2 separate regions of the Mus musculus genome follow, and region 2 is linked to region 1. The links are chromatin contacts, called in public promoter capture Hi-C maps. All regions are on one chromosome and are shown on one strand. The core of a region is the stretch at or near the end of the contact, and the rest is flanking DNA. Distances in the headings are between cores, read along the strand shown.

Evidence for each region. Promoter capture Hi-C pulls out the DNA fragments that hold promoters and counts their contacts.
Region 2: a promoter capture Hi-C map of pre-B cells shows a contact between it and region 1, with 2.4 times the contacts expected there. The contact joins the promoter of Nudt2 here to the promoter of Ndufb6 in region 1. A contact is called at or near these places in 2 of 39 promoter capture datasets (erythroid cells and pre-B cells), 1 of 484 Hi-C or Micro-C datasets (CD8 T cells) and 1 of 9 other capture datasets (liver).

Annotation. Positions count from the first base shown.
Region 1 is chr4:40,277,783-40,283,739 of GRCm38.p6, forward strand. It overlaps Ndufb6 (NADH:ubiquinone oxidoreductase subunit B6), which reads right to left and starts at 1,639. Exons shown (of 4, transcript NM_001033305.3): 1 at 1,376-1,639. The coding sequence starts at 1,555.
Region 2 is chr4:41,462,609-41,468,872 of GRCm38.p6, forward strand. Nudt2 (nudix (nucleoside diphosphate linked moiety X)-type motif 2) reads left to right here and starts at 2,540. Exons shown (of 3, transcript NM_025539.2): 1 at 2,540-2,572. Kif24 (kinesin family member 24) reads right to left here and starts at 2,240. Exons shown (of 13, transcript NM_024241.2): 1 at 2,102-2,240.

The DNA of each region.
Region 1 (5,957 bases), core at 389-2,888:
CTCTTTACAGTTTTATTTTTTAGATTTATTTACTTTATGCATGTAAGTGTTCTGTCTGCATATATGTATGTGTACCAGGAGTATGCCTGGCGCCCTCAGAGCTCAGACAGAAGAAAGCATCAGATGCCCTGGAACTAGAGTTACAGACAGTTTTGAGCCACCATGTGCATGCTGGGAACCAAAACTGGGTCCTCTGAAAGAGCCAAGTGGTCTGAAGCAGTCACCTCTCCAGCCTCACCCCACCCCTCACTTGAGACAGGGTCCCAAGCGTTAGCCAAGGCTGGCCCGCCTCCCTCTGCAGAGATCCTCGGCTATCCTCCTGCCTCAGCCTCTGGAGCTGCTGTGATTACCAACATGCGCTGCTTACTCTCCCTAGCATGAGCTACCTTATTTTTCAATGTGTGTGGAACAAAAACCAAACCAACTAACCAAACAAAAACATTCCACCACTACCAACTATGTGTGATAATTATTTTACAAATTTCTAAATGGAACATATTTCCTGACAGATTGGGGCTGACCTACCAATTTCAGTATTTTCACTAACTCTGAGGCTTCCTATAGAATATCCATAGATTCTAAGACAGAATAAGCACCATTCTGCAAGACATAAGGCATTGTTGTTCAAGAAACCAACCAACCAACCAAGACTTTGTACAACTACTACTTCTACTTCTACCACAATTACTGGAAGGAGCTGAAAGCAATTCCCACACAATGTTCGCTACTCATCATTGATGTGATTTAATAGCAGTCTCCAAGAAAATATCTGGAATCCTTACAATAAAAAGCAGTCCTTGAGTGAACGGTTTTTCTGCCTGGAGGTCATGGAATGCAATTTAAAAGTAACTAAAAGTGTGTTAAACGTACACAGTGATGCGTAGAAAGGGAGCTTTAGAGTCTGACAAAGCATACCAAATAGAACCCTGTCTTCTGTTGCGACCCCATGGGGCTGTACTATACCAGCTGGCCAGTCTCTGGCACCTCAACCCTACCCACCGCGTAAGTGTTCTCAAATACTGAAATCACAGCCTGTGATCTCAGTTAATTCTGACCAGTTTAACCCGAGAAAAGGTATCTACACTCGAAAGAACTGCATGTGCGGCGAGCGTCTTGTAAAACCTAAGACCCGACTTCTCAGTACACCTGACAGCCACCTGCTCCTGGACTCCAGACCCCAGCCCTGAACAATAGCGACCTGACAGCGTCTCCGCTAAACCTGAGCCCCTGGACTGATTGTCCCTTGGGGCCCTCCCGGGTATGCGGGCTCTGGACAGGGTTGGGCCTTGATGGAACTGAGAGGAGTGGGCTGGGAGGCTTGGCCAGGCTGCGACCCGGGGTGGGAACCCGGACACCCGTGTGGCTCATCACTCACCATGTTCTTCCACACGGCCCCGTCCCGCAAAAAGTTATCCCAGAATCGCTCCAGGGGCCACATCCTGCGCGGGGGCAACACGGGCTCCCGGGGACTCAGCTCCTGGTCCTTCAGCCATCGTCTCCTTAGCTCCCGCAGCTGCTGCAGCCGCAGCTTCTCATCCGGCGTGTACCCTGACATGTTGCCGACGAGCCTACACAGGACCGGTCACTGACCTGCCCCTCCCGCTCCGCAAAGCGACCTTGAGGCGCCTGGAAGCGGCGCGGAGTGATGACGCCACACCAGCCCCGCCTCTGGGGGCGGGCCGACTCCTTCGCGGAAAGCAGGCTCTGCTCATGCGCAAAGCCCTCTCTTGGACCCTGGGTTTTAACAACCTGGGTTAAGTATGAGCTCAGGAAGGTCCCTGAGTTAAGAACTAAGTGGGCGGTGTTGGAAAGTGTGAGAAGTCCTGGGGCTAGGGTTCAGAGAAAGAACTTGTAGGGGAGGGGACCGGAAGAACAAGGACGATGGTTTAGCGAACCTCTGCCTCGCCCCCTTGAATTCTCTTCTTGACCGAGAGACACTTGCGTCCGAATTTGGCTCCCACCTCTTTCGTAACCCGCTAAGTAATCTTGAGCGCCTATCTCGGTTTTCTTCCCTCTCTGTACTGCAGAAATAAAGAGCACCTTATTTGGGAGGCTTCCATAGGCTCGCTCACTCTTTGATTCTGCCGGCCCACTTTGTAAGACATCCCAAAGGTATGGCAGTAAAAATTTGTAGGGGTGTGCACGAATATTCGTCACAACACGATATGTAATAGCAAAACATTGAAAAATCACCTCCCAGATTTCAGAATAGAGGATTAGTGGGAAAGCTTATAGTACTGTAAAGCATTGGTATGCTACTGCCATAAATGAGCCTTCTATTCATAACTGGAGTAACTTCTACAATCTATTGATAAGTTAAAAAAATAAATAAGTAAATAAAACCAACTACACCAAGTATGCTACCTTTTATCCAAAAGCAGGGAGAGTAGTAGTGATACTAAATATATATACATGCTCTGAAAATTTTAGAGTAATAAATGAAAATAATTTTGTTATTTGTATTTGGTTTTGGAGACAAGATCTCATGTTGGCTTTGAAATTGCTATTTAGGGAGACTGGACTTAAACTCCGAATTCCCCTGCCTCCACTACTCATGAGCTAGATGAAGTACACCAGTATGCCCAACCTAACTACTGCTTCAAACACCACCACCAATATTATATAGGGAAGATAGGATAGACACAAAAGTAGGAACTAGGGAGTTTGGAGGTGGCTTAGCGGTTAAGAACACTTACTGCTCCGTCAGAAGACTGAATTAGGAGAATCTAGCTACATGGTGGGGCTTCTGGAACCTGAGTGTTCTCCAGCAGAGAAGAATATGATTTATAAGGCTCTCTCTAGCGAACCAGAACTGGGGAAGTTTCTAAGACCAGTAAGCAACTTGATTAGCAGGTTTCTCTGGTCAAAGATGAAAACATTTCAGCATCAGTAAGTATGAATTGAATGATTTTTAAAATATAAAACACGTCACACATAACCAAGTCAAAATACTTTATTAAAAAATCTCGTTTTTGATTTTTGGATGATTTTTTTAAAGATTTTATTTATTTTGTGTGTATGAGTACACTGTCGCTGTCTTCAGACACACCAGAAGAGGGCATTGGATCCCATTATAGATCATTGTGAGCCACCATGTGGTTCCTGGGATTTGAATTCAAGACCTCTGGAAGAGCAGTTGGGTGTTCTTAACCGCTGAGCCATCTCTCCAGCCATTGGATGGCCTTGAAAAACAACTTATCTTGAAATCTGGTAAGAAAAAAAAAATCATTTCTCATGTCAATTTGTACACTATGCCTTGTGGCCAGTTTCCCCCTCCCCTCTCTGCTTTCTCACCAACCATTGATCTGCTTTCCATCACTATTAAAGAGTCCGTGTTCTTGTAGAACTTTCTATAAATGGGATCACAGATTTAACTTGATTTTGTCCTGTTCCTGTTACTCAACATCACTATCCAGGGGTTGAGGTATGAGGAGAACTTAGTAGCATATTCTTTGTTGTTCCTGAATAATAACCTATTGCAGGTGTTATACCACAGTTTAAATATTTACCTGTTAACCAACAGATTAGTTTTTCCTTATTTTTGGAAACCGCAAGCCCAGTTGCTATGAACCATCTTTGTATGATGTCTAGAAATAGAACAGCTGTGGAATGTGTAGTGTATACTTACCTGTAAAAAAAATTCCAAATGCTTTTCTTAAAGGTCTATTATGACTGTATCCATAGTTTGTGAGAGACCCATTTATCCACCCATTATTTGATGTGGTAAGTCATTTTAATAGATAATTAGTGGTATTATAACTTTCATTGTTCCAACATCTGAAAACAACACTTGCTTTTCCATTAAAAAAAAAATCAGACATTTTTTCTAGTGTTCTGTACAAATTACATCTTAGAGTAACAAAAAACTTCTGGGGAAATTTTCTTCGACGAAGCATTTTAATACCAAACATAGGAAGAACTGGCAAGCCAAACTTCACCATCACACCACCCCTCCTTCCTCAGCTCCAAGAGGATCCCCACCACCACCAGGTCTTCCCACTCCCTGGGGCCTCAAATTTCTGGAGTGTTAGGCTGGTCTTCTCCCACTGAGGCCCGACCAGGTAGTTCTGGGCTGTAAATGTGTCAAGGCCTTCCACCAGCTCACGCACGCTGCCTGGTTGGTGGCTCAGTTTCTGATAGATCTCAGGGGTCCAGGTTAGTTGAGGCTGATGGTCTTCTTGTGGGGTCATCCTACTCTTCAGCTTCTTTCAGCTTTTCCCTAATTCAACCACAGGGGTCCCTGATTTCAATCCATTGGTTGGGTGTAAGTATCTGCATCTGTATCAGTCAGCAGCTTGTTGGGCCTCTCAGAGGGCATCCATGCTAGGTTCCTGTCTGTAAGCACACCATAACATCAGTAATAGTGTCAGACCTTGGAGCCTCCCCTTGAGCTAGATCCCAATTTGGGCCTGTCACTGAATGGCCTTTCTCTCAGTCTCTTCTCCATTTTTTTGTCCCTACAGTTCTTTGAGACAGGAACAATTTTGGGTCAAAATTTTTGACTGTGGGATGGTGTCTTAGGGTTTTACTGCTGTGAATAGATACCATGACCAAGGCAAGTCTTATAAATGACAACATTTAATTGGGGCTGGCTTACAGGTTCATAGGTTCAGTTCATTGTCATTGTGATGGTTTGTATATTCTTGGACCAGGGAGTGGCACCATTTGGAGATGTGGCCTTGTTCGAATAGGTGTGACCTGGTTGGAGTAGGTGTGTCACTGTGGGTGTGGGCTTATGATCCTCACTCTAGTTGCCTGGAAGTCAGTCTTCTACTAGCAGCCTTTGGATGAAGATGTAGAACTCTCAGCTCTGCCTGTGCCATGCCTGCCTGGATACTGCCATGCTCCCACCTTGATGATAATGGACTGAACCTCTGAACCTGTAAGCCAGCCCTAATTAAATGTTGTTTTTTATAAGAGTAGCCTTGGTCATGATGTCTATTCACAGCACTAAAACCCTAACTAAGACAGAAGTTGGTACTGGGAGTGGGGTATTGCTGTGATAGGCCTGACCATGCTTTTATTTGAAAGAATGTGGATTTTGGTACTTTGTATTTGGAAAGCAGTGGAATGCTTTAAATGGGGCTTAATGGGTCATCCTAGTAGGAATATGGAAGACTTTGTTGCTGGGAGTAATTTGAACTGTGTTGACCTGGTCCAAGAGATTTCAAAGGAGAAGAATTTCAGAATGTGGCATGAAGACAGTTTTTGTGGTATTTTGGTGAAGAATGTGGCTACTTTTTGCCCTTGTCTGAAAAGTCTGCCTGAGGCTAAGGTGAAGAGACTCAGATTATTTGCACTGTCAAAGGAAGTTTCAAAAAAGCCCAGCAGAGACTTTGTTCTCTGGTTAAGTCTTATGAAGAGAAGTTTGAACAAGCATAGCAAGCTTAGAAAGGAAAAATATAAATTATATGGCTCGAGTATTAAAGGAGTACCAGGAAGTGAAATGGAGCAAAATCCTGAGTTCTAGGAGATAACAGATTAAGGGAGTGGGACCTTGGGGCAAGATCCTACCCAGCTAAATTTAGATCCAGGCATGGTGGTACACACCTTTAATCTCAGGAGACAGGCATGCTGATCTCTGTATTCAAGGTGAATCTACAGAGTAATACCCAGGGTAGCCAAGCTTAGGCAGTGAAGGATTTAGAAAACATAAAGCCAGTGATAATGTAATAGTACAAGGGGGTCATGTTTTAGTTCCTGCAAGCAGCAGAACTCGGCAGCTTCAGCCATGTATCTCTGGCTCTAGAGTTAAGAATGGAAGGAACTACTGGGACAATTGATGCTGGTTAGCTGGAGCTAAGACATTAGCAATGATTAAGAAGAGACCAGCATCACTGAGGTGAAATCTTCTGGGAATTGTTTTCTGGGAGCACAAAGAAGTTGTGTTCCAGAGATAGCCAAGGTTGTACCCCGTGCTGCAGCTGTACTTGGTAATGTGTAAGTCACTAAGGTGG
Region 2 (6,264 bases), core at 1,290-3,789, 1.2 Mb after region 1:
TAGACATTTTTTTCAAAGTGAGTATGTTGGTTTATATTTATAATTGCAGCACTCAAGAAGCTGAAACAGGATATTGCATGTTCCAGGACAGTCTGGACTACAGTCTAAAATGCTAGCCCCAAAAAAAGTTTTTAAAAAAATGGGAGCTGGAGAGATGGCTTAGCACTTAAGAGCGTTAGCTGTTCTTTCAAAGGACCAGGGTTCTACTCCCAGCACCCACATGGAGTCTCACAACTGTCTATAACTACAGCTGTAGAGAATCCAACACCCTCTTTTGGTTTCCTTCATACTGCACACATACAAGGTACACAAACATACAGGCAAAACATTCATACACATTGTCTTAGTCAGGGTTTCTATTCCTGCACAAAACATCATGACCAAGAAGCAAGTTGGGGAGGGAAGGGTTTATTCAGCTTGCTTACACTTTCCACACTGCTGTACATCACCAAGGGAAGTCAGGACCAGAACTCAAGCAGGTCAGGAAGCAGGAGCTGATGCAGAGGCCATGGAGGGATGTTCTTTACTGGCTTGCTTCCCCTGGCTTGCTCAGCTTGCTCTCTTATAGAACCAAGACTGCCAGCCCAGAGATGGCACCACCCACAAGGGGCCCTCCCCCCTTGATAACCAATTCAGGAAATGCCGTACAGCTGGATCTCATGGAGGCATTTCCTCAACTGAAGCTCCTTTCTCAGTGATAACTCGCGCCTGTGTCAAGTTGACACACAAAACTAGCCAGTACACAAATAAAATTAAACAAACAAACCAACCAACCAACCAACCAACCACCTGAAATAAAGGTCAAGGAAATGGCTTGGTAGGTAAATGCACATAACCTATAATAAGCCTAATGGTTCAAATTCAATGCCTAGAACCCACATAAAAGGTCACATGTGGTACTGCACATGTGTAACCCTAGCACTCCTAGGGAGAAGTAAGTGTGTGTGTGTGTGTGTAAGATAGAAATATCCTGGAGTATGCACTGCAGCAGCAGAAACAAGCTGCTTAAAAAACATGGAAAATGAGAACCAGTTCCTCAAAGTTGTCCTCTGACCTTCACTTGAGTGCTCACACACACACATACATACACACACACACATATACATATACACACACACATACACACACACTGTTAAGTGAAAAAAACTCAAAGTCAAATAATTGATTTCAGTTTCCAAAGCACAGATAAAATGTTACGATAGTTGGTGGTCAGTAAACAACAAGAGGAAATCCTCGGGCATATAAGGACAGAATGGCCTGTTATAAGCAAATACATTTAGGGGTTTGAGAAGAGGTACTTGTAGGCCAGACTACAATGTGGAGAGAGCACGTCTCTCTGATTGAGAACTTTGTCTCAAAACCAACCAACAAACAAAAGCCACACAAACAAAAACTTAAAAAAAGAAAAGCAGTAAATAATGAAGTAATGTATGTATGCTAGCGGTCAGCTTGCTTTCTCCACTCTATTACTGCTCAGAATTCCCTGCCTTGGGAATGTTGCCACCCACACTGAGCAGGTCTTCCTGCCCCCAACGTGGGAACGCCAACGCTGAATTTTCTGTCTCTTGTATATGAGATTAGGGTGTCCTCTCTCTTCCACCTGCCCCCAAATCGACTTTGAATGGGACAAGGCAGAAAGATAACTGAATCTATTTGTAGTGAGTGAAAGCCAACTGAACAAATATTTCCTTAAAAAAACAAAACAAACAAACAAAAAACTAATATGCGTAAGACGCTGTGGAAAGGCTTGTCTTATCTCAGAGGTCAAAATTATATGAGAAAAAAGGAGAATGAGGTTTGCGGAAGTTCACAAAACAACCGAAAGTCCAATCGAAGCGCTCTGAAGAGCGTGTCTCAAAGGCAAGAGGCCTTTGGGGTACTCAGAAAAGCCTCAAAGCTGGTGGTGGTCGAGGTAATTGCTGAAGAGGCGGTAGACAGGGAGATGAAACGTGAGAGAGCGCGAGAACCCTCGAAGAACCCGAGAAGCCAAGTTCTAGTTACCCCGCAAATACCGGTCTCGGCTCGCGCCGCTCGCAGACAGGAGCACCCGCTCCCGCGCAGGCGCAGAGCCTGGGCTCAAGCTAAAGCCACCGTTTCTCACCTCAGGGCAATCCCGGCTCCTCCTCAGTCAGTTTTCAGGGAGGACCGAAGAAATAGTGCGGTGAGGAGAAAGCCCTAAGGCCGGGCTAGCAGAGCGTCCGGTCAACCCGCCTTAGGTGTCCGCCAGGCCACATCCCCATGGCAACGCCACAAGCGCCAGTTCGAACGCGCGCGCCGACGCCCGCCCGCCCGCGGTCCCGCAGCACCGACCAATGGTCATTCACAGAGCCTGTCACCTCTCCTCTAAAAGGCCAATCAGAAATCAGAAGGGGAAGGGGGCGGTTCATTCTCCACCAATGGTTCAGCTTGAGGCAGATCTCGCGACGGTCCCAGCCAAAAAACCACGCCTCAGGGGCGGGTGGAAGCGCCTGATGCCCAATTCTGTGGCTCGTCTGAAGTGCAGCCGGGCTCTTCTGATTGGCTGGCGCGCTACGTCTCCGTTCGAGGACCGCCTCCTGCCTCTGGGCTACGGGTGAGTGCTGTGGGGCTGGGGGGCGTGGGGAGTGTCGCGGGCTCCTGACCTGTTGCTGCGGGGACGGAGCTGGCAGTGAGGCGCGTGTAGGCCAGGCCCCATCCACTCGCGGGACCTCGGTTTATCTCTGTGCACCAGAGAGGACTAGGTTCAGTGGTGAGGGCGTGGGTCGGAAGAATCCCAGAGGCAGAGAGATTCACCTTTGGGACTTAGCGGGCCAATCATATCTTCTCCCTAGGCTTGCTTTGTAGTTATCGATTAAACCCTGCCTGCATTCCAAAAGATCTTACGTTTGGTAAAAATTATTACTTGTGTGTGTGTGTGTGTGTGTCTGTGTCTGTCTATGCGCGCCACGTGCGTGCAGATGCTCTCAGAATCCAGAAGGCGTCGGATCCCAGGAGCTGGAGTTAAACGTTGTGTGGGCCACCTGGTATAGGTTCCGGGGAACCGAACCCCAATCTTTTGGAAGAGTGACAGGTGCTCTTTAGCCCCCAGAGATAGAAAGTCACAAGATTCCCGTCTTAAGAAAAAAAGGCGAAACAGCTTAAATCGAGAAGAGTCAAGTTGCCAATGCAGAAATGTTCTAATGTCCAGTGGCAATTAAGCTTAATGATGTTAGAAATTGGACGTGTCTGCATTTGATTAACTACTCAAAAATATTTCTGAACCATAGTTTTATTTTTTTTTTCCTTTTGTGAAAAATAATAGTAATGCTTCAACGGGTTGCAAAGACTATTGGGAAAAAATGCTTGGCCAGGCCTAGCCTCTCAGGTCAAAAAGGAACCACCAGCATAGTAGGAACAAATCCAGTAGCCAGCATGTGTGCAGCTTCATATGTACTTTAATGGAGTGCTCGTTTTTAGCTCAAAAATGAGCGATTCGGGGGCCTGGAGAGATGGTTCAGTGGTTAAGAGCCCTTAACCTCTCTTCCAGAGAAATTTGAGTTCATTTCCCAGCATCCATGCCAAGTGGCTCACAGTAGCCTCCCAACTCCTGCTCCAGGGCATCCATGGCCCTCTTCTGGACTCTTCAGGCACCCACATACCACACACAACTGGCAGACACACAAGACATAAACAAAAGTAAATCACTAATCAGTTAAAGAATAAATGTAATTCTTACTAATAAGGAAATACAGTATTCAAAAGAGAAAATTGACAATATATTAAAGGGAATTAATCTTGTTGATCTTTAAAAATTACTAATACTTAGTGTGAACACTGTTTATCAGCTGTTTCCTGAAAAATATAAAAATGATAGTGCATGTCTTTATTCCTAACAGAGGCTGGAGGATCTCTGAGTTCCAGGAGAGACAGGACTATGACACAGAGGTGGGGAAATTCTTGATTCAACTATTAGAAAGAGTTGACTGCCAGTATAATACAGAGAAGCATTCAGGTGGCCTATTATAATACAAGATAAGAGTGACTGGCATGTATTCATGTCTGTCTACACATACTTTAAACTCTCAACAATGAGAAATACACGTTAGAGTCACTTTACAAATGAGGACCTGTCTTTCAGGTAACAACCTGACCTGAGTGGCTAAGTTTCTTTCACAGCAGTGTCAGGTATACTTTTCTATCTTGTACTGTTTTGAACTGAAAGAGGGTGAAAATATTTGGAATACCAGATAGGAAAGGGGGTGATTAGACAGGTAAATGCACCCAAATTCAGGGAAAGTGGCTCGTCTTAGTCAGGGTTACAACATCTGTGAGGAAACTGACCCAGAGCAACTTGAGGAAGAAAGGGTTTGTTTGGCTTACTCATCCTTATCACTGTTCGTTGTCAGAAGGAATCTGGAGACAGGAGCTGATGCAGGGACTGTGAAGGCGTGCTGCTTACTGGCTTGCTCCTTGTGGCTGCTCTGCCTGCTTTCTTATAGAGCCCAGGACCCTGAGTGCAGGGATGGCCCCACCCACAGTGGGCCATCCACATCAATCACTAAGAAAATGCCCTATAGGTTTGCCTACAGCCCAGTCTCATAGAAGCATTTTCTAAACTTGAGGCCCCCTCTGTTGGAGACCATACCGTGAGAAAGTAAGCCTTTCGCAGTTTCCCACCCTAATAAGTCAAATGGCCTTGTGTTAGGAGCCGGTCACCTCCTCCTCCCTATCCCTTCCTGGCACCTAGACCCTAGAAATTTGAATTATAGTCTCCTCTTCCTTATCTCTTCCTGACTCCGAAGACTTCTAAGGACCTGAGTTATGTGCTGAGCCCAGCTTGACACCCCGGGCTGTTAAGGAGGATTCTACATTCCTGAGATAAGACTCAGGGTGCCTCTTGCCTACAGTCAGAATTCAGCCTTCATGTCCCCAGATGTCTTTGTTCTTTGTTAATTCCCCCTCGACCCCTCCCTATTTTCTCTCACTGTGTGCTTATAATCAGGCTCCTAGCCTTCATTAAACAGACCTTGACAGGAATCCTCCTTGGTCTCTCTCCTTTTTCCTGCCCATTTCTCTTGCAGGTTTGTGGTTCCCCTCGTACCCACGAATAACTAGGTCCTGTTGGTCAGGACACCCCTCCTCTCCAGGGAGCCTAGCTTGTGTCAAGTTGACATAAAACTCCTTAACACATGGGTTGTTGGAATATCTATGATCAAAGCAATTCTTTTTCTAATAGAAAATACTGGATTTAGGAAACGAAGAATGAGATATCACTAAACTCAAGACCCAGTTTTCATTTGCCTTGTAGGTAGTCTATAGCACTTCAAATTCAACTCAGTTCAAAAAGAAATAGGTAACTTCTTCCTTTTCTACCCAGTTACCCAAACCAGACCCCTCTTCCAGCAGCTCACAACTGTCTGTAACTCCAGTTCCAGGAGACCCGACTCCTCATACCAATGCATGTTTTTTAAAAAGATGGAAATAAGCTTGTAACATGTCTTTTTGCCTGCGGTCTTTTCTTCCAGTTTCTTCTCCACTTTACTTACTGCCGAAATGAGTTTGTAAAATGTCAGTCTGACCAAAATACACTCCACCTAAAACCAGTAGTCCTTATTGTCTACCGGGTATGAATTAAGCCAGGCATGGTGGCATGCCTTTAATCCCAGCACTCCAGAGGCAGATAAATCACTGGGTTTGAAGCCAGCCTGATTTGCACAGAGTTCTGGTTCAGCAAGGGCTACATAGTGAGACCCTGTCTAAAATAAAAAGCAATATAAAGTAAGCTGCTCACCAATGGAATGCTGTTTTGTGTGAGCACTTTGCGCATCCCTCCCTTGGTCTAGAAGGCCTCCTTGCCTCACCTTCATATGAATTCAGCTATCCTTCAGAATCTTTATAGTGGAGCTCCAGGCATGGCTCAGTCTAGACATAACGTATATGCTGAGCAAGTATGTGGAACTGAGTGAACCTGGCACCCAGGTGAAGACCACACACGTGCACGCGGGCGGGCGCGCACATCCTTATGCGGTGCCCTTACCCTAAAGAGCCTCCTTTACTGCCTGTCTCATGTACCCCTTAAGATGAGCGAAATACTTTGTAACGTCTGCTTGGCTGCCTTTTGCTTTCACTGGGCTGTGAACCTCTAGGAAGAGAGATGCTTTTAGTCTTCAGTTTCACATTGACCCTTCAGTCCTGCCGTACAGGACGCACTAAGCGGACTATGGACCAGTGAAGGAAATCCGGTGGACTCCAGTATTAAAGCTCGCTTTCCATAGCTGAACAGCAGGTGGCACTAAAAGGCCACGG